Regions from separate parts of the Mus musculus genome. Here region 1 is linked to region 2. The links are chromatin contacts, called in public Hi-C maps. All regions are on one chromosome and are shown on one strand. The core of a region is the stretch at or near the end of the contact, and the rest is flanking DNA. Distances in the headings are between cores, read along the strand shown.

Region 1 (5,529 bases), core at 2,229-4,728, 87 kb before region 2:
GGTTCTTTCAGCTACTGTGGCTGCTGGGTGTTAACTAGTCTTTAACAGAAAGTAGCATCTCTGTGGGGGAGGGAGGGGGCAAGGGCTGCTTATAATTAATGATTGCCAGTCTTGCTTTGTTTCCAGTGGGAGAACGAAATAATAAACTGCGTGAAAACTGTTTATTTTTTAGGTAGAAAAAATTGAATTGACCAAAAATACATTTTCTAAAAACCATTAAGGGCCTCGAAGAGACAGAAATGGATACTGTAATGACAGCAGCATTGGATAGTGGAGCTTTGGGGCATAACTGTGCCATGGGGAAGCAACAGCTCTTGAAAATTCAGGACTCCAAACAGAGCCATAGTGAGCTCACACACTTTAGAAATGGCTGTTTCACAATTCAGAAAGCCATAGCATTTTCTGAACAGGATCCCGTGGGGCTCACTCTTGGACTGCAGCCAGCTGTAGGACAGAGGGCGCAAGCACACGGTGTTTTAGTATGCCTTGTACAACTCTGGTTTACTTAGCACCTTGCATGGAACCTTTAAAGGTTCTCTTTAATGAGGAAAAGGAAGTCTTTAATGAGGAAAAGGACAGGGTGGTTTAAAAGGTTTATGAGAGCATTAATATATGGGAGGGATTTTCTTCTCAGTCATTTGAAAGTACCACCTCCTCCAGTCACTCCTGAGAATGAGAACTAGGTCTTGAGGCAGAATAGGGGAGGGGGAGGAATGCTGGTAGAGCCTCTCATCCAGGACCCCTCGTGCACATTAGGGACTAAGTCCACCCAGTCTTATAGCAGCTAGCTCTGCATCACTTCAGCAAAAAGGGGAGAACTCAAGGAAGAATGTGGGCATCTATTCCAGGTTGTAAAACAATGTCTTCCATCTGCCTACAACTTACTTCTTTAGTTTGAGTATTCTCCTCCCACCCCTCCCCCTCTCTCTCATTGATATTCTTGGGATAGACAGTGACACGTAGCTTCCTGGGTCATGGTTCATGAGGAGATGAGCTCACCTGTCCATCCAAAATCATGTCTCCCCTGCTGGCCTAGCGTGGCTCAGCTCTCAGTGTCCGTTAGTTAAATGAGTGGATCTCTCAGTAAAGTCTCGGAACCCAATCCATAGTTTACTGAAGCCGTGGCCCCACCTACTTTCAACTCTTTTAAAGAAAAGGGTATGTTGTTTTTTGTTTCATGTGTGTGTACCACCTGTACACAGGTGTCCACAGAAGCCAGAAGAGGGCTTTAGAGTCCCAAGAGCTGCAGTTATAAGCAGTTGTAAGCCACCAGACACGTTACAAAAAAAATAAAAGAAAGAAAGAAAAAGAAAAAGATGGGCCTGGAAGGATAGCTCACCAGTTAGGAGGTTCAGTTCCCACCACTCGTGTGGCTCACAACCCCTGTAATTCCAGTTTCAGGAATTCAATGCCTGCTTCTGCATTATGCCTGTGTACCACTTGTGTGCTTTGCCCAAAGAGGCCAGAAGAGGGCATCAGAAGCCCTGGGACTGGAGTTACAGTTAAAAGCCACCTTAAACGATTCTGGGAATTGGACTCAAATTCTCTTGAAGAGCAGCCTGCGCTATCTCTCCGCCCCACAATTTTTATTTAAAGGTTGTTTTTAACTTATGAATCGATGAGAGCCACAAAGTGGATGCTGGTAACAGAACTTGGGTTCCCAGGGAAGAGCAACGAGTTGTTGAGCATCTCTCCAGCCCCAAATTGTCCCAAATCTTGCTGATTAGTGTGTTCATTCCCCGTTTGTTTCAAATTTTCTTCTGTTACAAATGAAATGTTTAGACAGCTAAGAGTTCTACATCTTGATTCAAAGGAAGTCAGGAGAAGACTGGCAAAGTCCACCCCCACAGTGACACACTTCCTCCAACAAGGCCATACGTTTCCAACAAGGACTCATCTCCTAATAGTGTCGCTCCTTGTGGGTCAAGCATTCAAACACATGAGTTTGTGGGAGCCACACCTGTTCAAACCAGTGCGCACAGCAATAGAAACCTAAACTAAGATAGTGTTCCAGTGTACTCCAGCTTAGTTTTTGAGATGGGGCTCCTCACGAACCTGGTGGAGCTTAAACCATTTTGGCCAGAATAACTGGAAGACTGTGGGGCTGTGGGTGTGGGGGGAAGAGGGGAGTGGGAGAGAGCCCGTGTCCCATCAGAGTTCCGGTGCTCTGGGTGGGCAGATGAGGGAGGACTGCCGCACGCTTTCCACGCAGCCCTGGGTGAGTGTCTAGCTGTGTGAAGCCATGGACCCCAGCTCTGTGGGTGGTGGACAAGGGGCAGTCCTAGGCACCAGGTTCCCAGCTTCGGGTATCCCATACACCAATGGAAACCTCAGAAGAGCTGAGAACAGAATAAGGACCCCGGGACAGCCCTGAGCCCCAGGGCCGAAGTGAGCAGAGGGCAAGGGGAGAAGGCGCTTGATGGTTCCCACATGGGCTGGAGTGCAGGAAGACTGTCCAGCGGGAGTTTAGACATGGCTCATTAGGAGAAAGCCTATCCGATCGTTCAAGCACGGCAGGCCTTGATGAGCAGAGACAAGTCTATGGTTTTAGAGCTTTATTGTAGAAGGCAGGGGGAAGGAGAAAAGGTAGAAAGAGAGAGGCTGGCCATGGACACATGCGGGGGGGGGGGGTGGCGGGGGGGGGAGAGAAAGAGGGCTAGAGAAGAGAGTAAGAAAGGTGAAAGCTTAAAGAGAGCAAGGAGGGACCAAGCAGCCCCTCTTATAGTGGGCTGGGCTATCACTGTGTAACTGTGGGGAGGAGCATACCTGGCTATAGTCAGGTAACTGTTGGGGTGGAGTCTAGCCAGAATGCCAGAAGCTTGGGGCATTGTCTGTGTGATTGGTAGTCACAGAATTTTATGGAGTTGGAGGCTCTGTGGTTTCAGGCACCAAATTCTGGGAACATGGCTTGCTTTTCCATCCCTTGTAGAGTTTCCTACTGGGTTGCTGAAGCAAGCCCCATTCAACCAAAATAGACTGCCTATCACAGTCCCACAGCAGACAAGTCCACAGAATCCACCTGTCTCTGCCTCTGTCAATGCCAGGGGCTGCAGTTACAGACCCACATAGCTACACCCAGCTTTTACATGAGTAGTGGGCATTAGAACTCCTGTCCTTGTGCTTGAAGATCAAGTACCTTACCACCCCCTGCCCCAGCCCTTGAGCCCTACCCTTTTAATTATTGTTTTTATCAGCCATTTAAAAAATACATTACCAACTTAAAATTTTCCTATTGGGTCTGTGCTGCTGGCTGGTAAAACAGAACTGCATAAGAGCAGGGTGCATACGCATATACTGTAACTTTTATTTTAACAAAAAGTGTCCCAAACAGTTGTAAAATGATCCACACTATCACCTTTTTTCTTTACAGAAATACAAAATGTGGGAGACCTCGTTTTTTCTAGCCACTTTATTAACTCTGAAAGAATGTGCTGGTCGCCTGCTCACGTGTGCCTTCAGTCCTCTCTGCAAGGGCAACTGTGTGTCAGCAGCACTTCCTGTGTTCATAGCAACCTTCTGCACAAAGCTGCCCCAGGGCAATACCATGTCCGATGTCCCGCTTTTCTTCTGCAGCCTGGAAGCCCCCACCGGAAGTGGGTTCTGAACTCATAGAAACCACACCCACATACAGAAGGTACTCAGAAAATGTTGCTGAGGGGGCAGGGTCCTTGTCCCTCAACATTCCTCGATTTTCCCTGCCACTCAGGACAAGGCAGTCCTGTGTCCTGCGACTGCACTGCAGATAGACTTCTGTAGCCTTCAGAAGAATCTAGAACTCAGCTGTCCTGGGAAGAAGATGGTAGCAATATTTGTACTCGCTGTACTAGCAGTGTTGTGGACTACCTTCCCCGGCATCACTTTCTAAAGAGTAACTGGAAAGTCTACCTGAAATTACCTGAAGTTGTAACATTCAGACTGAAGTGTGCAGCCAAACCTTACATTTTTTTTAGAGAGACCAGAACTCCCTGGGAAGACCATGGCACACTTACAGAGAGGCGCTGTTACCCACAAAGAATGATGGCTCACCTCTCACCTAGTCTAAACAGGATCTTCCTCTGACCTCTCAGAGTGTGGTGTGTGTCCCAGGAAATTGCCAGTCCTGGGGACAAGTGACTCAGGACTGAGGAAGCTAAAGGTGGGAAGTCACTGATGGCTTTCAGCTAGGGACCACAGGGCAAAAGAAAGCTGTGATAGATCTGCACCAAGAGTAGTCCGGAACTTTTGGGGGCCGGATTGGAGTGACTGGACAGGACTACATAGAGATTCACTGTTTCAAAAGAGAAGGAGGAAGAGGAGGAGGAAGAGAGAATCTTGCCTCCCATCCTCACATTGTCTGTAAAGATTAACTAGAAAGCAGCCAGTGACTTAAACACAAGAGTCAGATTTTATAAGTCTGTAACTTTTAAAAATGTATAATTATTGGTGTGTGTGACGGGAGGGTGTGTCAAAGGACAATTGGGCAGAATCCGTTCTCTCCTTGGGTCCTGGGGATGGAACTCAGGTCACCAGGGAAATCGCCTCTACTGAGCCATCTCAGCAGTCCCAAATCTAAAAAATTTAAAGATAACTGCTCTGCCTGTTAATTTCTGAGCGATAATGTTATAATCAGTGCCTTGTGCCTTGACACAGCCCACATTTATTATCTCCCGATTCCCATGGGCCAGGCTCCTCTGCTTGGAGTCTCAATGGCTGCCATCAAGCTCCTAGACATGTGATCTCTTGATGCCACAAAGCCAGATTCTCCAGCTAGATGGGCACAGTTTCTTATGTAACAGTCATGTAATCACCGGTGCAGCCATCCGCTGTACAGCATTCTGCCTAGCAGCAAGCCACAGATCTTGCCCACAGTCGAAGCCAAAAAGCAGTAATGTAACGATGAAGAGAAGCACAGTTACCCTGCCCTGTCTGTACATGGACCCCACGGTAGAATGAAAACCTACGGAGGAGGAAACCCTGCCTCTGACTGTATTTGGCTTCTTGTCACTTTTCCTGGAGTGGTGCTGCCTGGACCCTCCCATTTACCCTGTATCCTGTATTACAAACAACCTGGAGGCAGACCAAAGTGCTTACGAGAATACAAAGAACTTGAGGGTCTGTGAAGGCCCTGGAAACAGATTCCCAGGGATCTCTAAGGAGAGCAGATAGGAGGCTTTTCTGAATGGGGAAGATGGATACAGGATCACGCAGACCATCTGTTTGCATAAAATCTTTTCTCTGTGGATGTTCCTTGGGCTCCCTGTCTGCTCCATTCTTTCCTGTGCATGGCTTTAGTTCCTCTCTTGCCCTGGCTTCTGACAGAAGGGGGAAGGAGCACACTATGGGTCAGCAGCAGCATCTCGCACACAGTTAGTTCCTGAAGTTGGGTGTAGCCGGGTTGTGCAACGGGAAATCCACAGCCTGATGGGCCTGGGAGATCCCAGCTCTCAGATCCCAGCTCTCACTTGCTGGTTAGGTGAACAGCAGCTAAGATGAAATACTTCCTACTCCCTCTCTCGTACATAACCTCAGGGCTCAGAGATAATTAAATCA
Region 2 (5,715 bases), core at 396-2,895:
AGGCCCATTCACACTATCAAGCTTAATCCTTCCTGGGGATTATGGAAACTTCCTCTGCAGACAGAGCTCTGCCATTCTTGTTTTTTTGTTTATCAGTATGTGCTCTGGTTTTGTTTCTGTTGTTGGGACAAACAACCTAACTAAAGCAACCGGAAAGAAAAGGTTTGCCTGGCTTTCTAATCAGGTCAGTCTACTCATCATCTTAGGGAAGTCAGTGCAGGAACTCAGGCAGTTAGCCACAGGGCATGCATAGCTTTCTTCACTATTGTCAGCTTAGAGCCCTGCCCTACTGCCTCACAGCCCTGCCCTGGCAAGATGACATTTAAAACATTGCAGACCAGTTAAGTCCATTCAGATAAGTACTATCTTCTGTAGTAACTCTCTCTAACTACAATTAATAAATCAAATGACAATAGAAAGTCATCTGACTAGCATAGCATTCTTGCCTCTAGAGCCTCTCAGTAATATCTCATTTAAGAGGGAAGAATGAAAACTAAGCTGTTCAAAGCACTTACTAGGTTTGATGTTAGTTAACTTTTTAAAATTTCCATATTTTAAATATTAAGACTTGGTGAAATATTTGTAGTATTCAGATGTACTCTCCAGGACACATGGACTGGCGTTTAACCCTTTAGAAACCAGGAAGGATGATCCCCACACATCTGAGCTCTGCTTAAGCAGAGAGGCTACAAAGAGGGTCAGGCTGAAGGAATGCTGGGGAGGAAGGCACGTCTGGAGCGCTGGTGAATTAATGAGGACTGTCCAGAGGGCCTCTGGAAGGGCTGGCAGGAGGATTTCAGAAGTTCAGTGTTAAGGTAGGGAGCCAACTGCATAAACTCCAAGACCTCCATACACAGGAAAGGGAATGGAAGTCTAATGGCTAGCTTAGAAACTGCTATCCTCTACTTTTTATTTACAGAGATTAATTTACTTTTTATCTGTATGCACGTTTTGTCTACATGTATGTGTGTGCACCACATGTATGTGTGGAGCCCGAGGCACCAGAAAAAGTGTAGATCTGGAACTTGAATTACAAATGGTTGGGAGCAGCCATCTGGGTGCTAGGAACTTAACCTGGTCCTCTACAAATGCAGCAAAACACTCAACCTGAGCCGTCTCTAGAGCCCCTCTGAACTTTAAACAAATATAAATTCAGCTCACTAATATAAAACAAAAGACAAAAAACCAACACCTCATAGTGCAAGTTGAACTTGTAGGACAGAACTTGCACAAATACTGTCTGAAAGAGAAGAGCCAGGCCAGGCCCGAGCATTCGCTCCCGTCTTCACTCAGTAAAGCCCAGAGCTGAGCAGGTGCTGGGCTCTAGCATATGAGAGAGGAAAGACAGTCTAACTGTAGGTCACACATGGCGCAGACCTGGGAGTAATGCGCTAAAACTGAGGACCAGTGGACCTACTTGGTGCTGCTGTCGGCCAGCATGGCTCTGTCTGTGTTAAGTGTCACATGCTCTGCCTGCAGACAACCTTCTCACGTGCTTACGAACACACACATTGAGGCAGCAGCAGGGCAGGGGCAGTGAGGTGTGCACTCTGCTCTAGGAAGCTCACCACTGCTAACTAAAGGCTGCCAGCTCCATCCTGGCCCTCCCCAGCCCGAGCGGCAATCCCATGAGCACAGTCACCCGGCACCTCATCATCTTCCTCTGCGATGTAGCCTGCCTGCTGAACCTAAGATACAGCTCACTCTCTGTTTACACGTTCAATATTTATAGACTTACGCCTCTCCTTCATTGTCTCTCAGCCAAGAGAAATACATTTAGCTCTTTCGCCTTTCCTTTTAAAGCCAATTCCTCGACCCAAATAATCTTTTAAGTGGCTTAAAATTCTCTGCTTTTGTATGACATTCTAGGATCTAAATCATATACCTGAAATACTGTTCCAGACATGAAAAAAATCACAGTTTAAAAAATCATTTTGAGGGGCTGGTGAAATGGCTCAGCAGGTAAGAGCACTGACTGCTCTTCTGAAGGTCCTGAGTTCAAATCCCAGCAACCATATGGTGGCTGGCTCACAACCACCCGTAAGGAGATCTGATGCCCTCTTCTGGTGTGTCTGAAGTCAGCTACAGTGTAGTTATGTATAATAATAAATAAATTTAAAAAAATCATTTTGAAGATTAATGATTCTGTATATGAACTCTAGAACCTTAGCTTTTAGCTACTCTCAATTTCCGTTCTTTATATTATCAAGCAGCAAGTTTATATTTTTTCTCATAATGTACTTGCATGATTTCCTATGAAATCATCAGCTAGAGACAGTAAGTACAAAGACACAGTTGTGACTCACAAATGGTCTAAAGCAAAGGGAAACGGCGCAGTTAAAAGCTCTCCAGAGTCTCATAGAATAGCGCTAGTCTTCAGCCCACTACAATCAATTTCATATATCTCCATCTCCTTTTAAAAAACAAACCCTTATGTTATACACTTTCCATTTCTCCACTGTGACAATGTAAATGTATGGATTAAATATCCTACTCCTGAAAACACTTGGGCTCACCCTATGGACAAAAAAAAACATTTTGTAATCAGGGAAGAATCCATTCTTTTGATCACAAAGTTTCAGGATCTTAAAACAAACCAACCCTCTGAATAAACTCCAGACCCAGCTGTAACCCGAGTATTTTTGTTTTTCTTTACATTACACCATTTACTCCTACTTGAGCCAGGCAGAATCCATGTCCTTTCTGAGATAATATAAGTGCCTTCTCACCTTACAATTTCTTATTTCAATTTTTTTATAACCAGCATTCCTTCCCTCCTTAAGTTTTTAAATTCTGTGTCAAAGTCCAGGTCAAGCCTCGCCTCCCCCCACCGCACCCCCCCCCCCCTTGCACCACACACAGAGATCTTCTTGGCTTGAATCGCAGCCCTGAGTATGCACCTGGAGGACCTACCATCCTATTCCCTGGGTTAAATCTGTTGGTGCACAGGTAGGTCCTGACGCTCCTCTTAGTCCCCACCTCCTTTGAGGGCCTCTGATACAGGTGCACCTGTATCATTCCCATTTTTCTCTTATGTACAAGCGCACGCGCACACACACACACACACACTAAAAGTTCATGGAGGACAGTGTTTCAAATTCTGCTATTTCTACAATATTTACTGTATATAAGAAGGATCAAACCCCTGCCTTTTCAAAAATGTTAGTCCGTAGTCTGGGAGATGATCTAAGACAGTGGTTCTCAACCTTCCTTTTTTTTGGTTTTTCAAGATAGGGTTTCTCTGTGTAGCCCTGGCTGTCCTGGAACTCACTCTGTAGACCAGGCTGGCCTTGAACTCAGAAATCTGCCTGCCTCTGCCTCCTAAGTGCTGGGATTAAAGGCGTGTGAGCCACAGTTCCTCATGTTGTGGTGACCCCAACCATAAAATCATTTTTATGGCTACTTCATAACTGTAATTTTGCTATTGTTATGAATTATGATGTAAGTATGTTTTCTGATGGCCTTATGCGACTCCTGTGAAAGGCTGTTCAACCTCCAAAGGGGTTGCAACCCACAGGTTTATAACCACTGATCTAAGGCATCTACATGATATAAACAATACCACAAAAGAACATGAAATATAACAAGAATGTATAACAAAATTTCATCTCAAAATTGAGTTGGAATATTTTTAAAAAGCTTTAATTTTTAAAAATGTATTTCAGTTTATTATATTTATTCATGTTCATTTAATTTTACTATATTTATTCATACATTTTTGTGCACGTTTGTTTGTGCCCGTGGAGGCCAGGAGACAGCATCAGCTCCCCTGGGGCTGGAGTGATCGACAGTTGTGAGCTGCCATGTGGGTGCTGGGAATGAAACCCGGGTCCTTGGCAAGAGCGGCCAGTGCTTAACTGCTGAGGTGGCTCCAGAGCTAAGTTTTAAATACTGCTACAGAGCCTCGAAAGACAAGCACATCTGAGTATGGAGAGACAAGGACAAGAATAAGACAAGGAAATGCAAGCCATTAAGGCAAGAAATCTCAGGACAATGTAGGAATAACCAATAGTAGAAGGCAAGCAGAAAGGGATGGGGTCAGGGGAGTGTCTGAAGTCAGTAGAGCTATATTCAGTAAGATCCTGAAAACTGTACTTATGCCAAAGTTCCTGAAAGGCTAATACATGGTTACCAGGTCTACATGGACTGGAAGGAGAAAGACTGTTAAAGGAGTTAATGTAGTAGACACATTTAGAAGCTGTAACATGATAAAAGACAGATGGAATAAAGGCCTGAACAAGGAAGAGGTTACAGGGGGTAAAAACAGCTGAGAAGAAGAGAGAATATAAATTTGACAATGCCGTGTTCTAGATGTAAACTACAAAAAAGGCCAAAAGTCTGGATGCCAAGAGGAGGCTGGTGCTGTAACCAAGAGAGAGGACACTGCAGACAGACAGCAAATAAACAAGAAAATCGGAGTCCTAGTTATACTGATTAGTGTCCATGGACTGTCAGAAAACTATTCCACTGAGAACAAAACAGTAACTCTGTAAAACAAGATGAACACTCAAACCAACCCTGAATAAAAGATTCTCACTAATGATTCAGATGTGACTGGAACCTTGAAAACAGCGATCTAAATGCTGACCACGTGGCCGGTCACTCCAGAACAACCTCACGTGTCTCTGAAGCATTCAGAATGTGGTAATTAACTCATGGTAAATACAGAACTGGATGCTAGGAGACTTAAAGATCTTCATAATCCTTATTTTTTTTTAAATCGAAGTTTCTTTTTTTTCAATTTGAATCTTTTATTAGATATTTTCTTCATTTACAATTCAAATGCTATCCCAAAAGTCCCCTATACCCTCCCCTGCCTTGTTCCCCTACCAACCCACTCCCACTTCCTGGCCCTGGAATTCCCCTATACTGGGGCATATATGATCTTTGCAAGACCAAGGGCCTCTCCTCCCAATGATGGCCGACTAGGCCATCTTCTGCTACATATGCAGCTAGAGACAGGAGGTCAAGGGGTACTGGTTAGTTCATATTGTTGTTCCACCTATAGGGTTGCAGACCCCTTTAGCTCCTTGGGTACTTTCTCTAGCTCCTCCATTGGGGGCCCTGTGTTCCATCCAATAGATGACTGTGAGCATCCACTTCTGTATTTGCCAGCCACTGGAATAGCCTCACAAGAGACAGCTATGTCAGTGTCCTGTCAGCAAAATCTTGCTGGTAAATGACTGACTTGTGGTCACTATCATTCAACTCCAATGCCACAACAGGAAGTGTCCTGGGCAGATTCCAGTCTGACTGACAAGGGATAGTCACCGCCCGCTCTTCATGCACTCACTATTTCTGCAGCATAACTCTCCTCAGCTAACAGAGCTGCAATCTACCTACACTAGCCCCTATCATTTCTGGATCTAAAATCACAAAAACCTAATGAAATAAAGTATTATCGAATTATGTGGGGTAAGATAATACCTGCAAAGATAAAGGTACCAGGATTACCACTGTCCTATACTCTTATGTTTATAATAAATAAAAAATAACAATCTAACCTGCAAATCAAGTGAGTACTTAGCATATAAGTCAATTATTAGTAAATGTTTATTATACATATACCAAATTAAAATATAAGACCAGACATTTGCATTGTGGCTAATCTGTCTAATAGGTGTGTTTTACCAGAGGCAATGTCATTATTTAAGCCTGAGGGGATGAAAAATTAGAACTCAACTTTCATTATTAGTGCTTTTATATATAGAACAA

Evidence for each region. A called contact is a pair of places that touch in the nucleus more often than the background predicts.
Region 1: a contact with region 2 is called in a Hi-C map of trophoblast stem cells, with 2.4 times the contacts expected there. The contact joins two enhancer-like sites. A contact is called at or near these places in 3 of 15 datasets of contacts at CTCF or cohesin (the NIH/3T3 cell line, large pre-B cells and pro-B cells), 47 of 484 Hi-C or Micro-C datasets (the AML12 cell line, the Ba/F3 cell line, CD4 T cells and 36 more), 17 of 115 datasets of contacts at active chromatin or transcription factors (CD8 T cells, DN3 thymocytes, the HPC-7 cell line and 11 more) and 1 of 9 other capture datasets (bone marrow-derived macrophages).

Annotation. Positions count from the first base shown.
Region 1 is chr10:40,525,775-40,531,303 of GRCm38.p6, reverse strand. No RefSeq gene overlaps it. Among named protein-coding and RNA genes, the nearest start is that of Slc22a16, 42 kb to the left of the region's middle. Within about 2 kb of position 3,478, at least 118 of the 459 cell types and tissues checked have an H3K27ac peak or open chromatin away from gene starts, as enhancers often do. A contact at or near this core is called in pancreatic cancer cells and trophoblast stem cells, where this site is marked.
Region 2 is chr10:40,436,826-40,442,540 of GRCm38.p6, reverse strand. All of the region lies in intron 4 of Cdk19 (cyclin-dependent kinase 19), which reads right to left. Among named protein-coding and RNA genes, the nearest start is that of Gm32234, 14 kb to the left of the region's middle. Within about 2 kb of position 1,645, at least 26 of the 459 cell types and tissues checked have an H3K27ac peak or open chromatin away from gene starts, as enhancers often do. A contact at or near this core is called in pancreatic cancer cells and trophoblast stem cells, where this site is marked.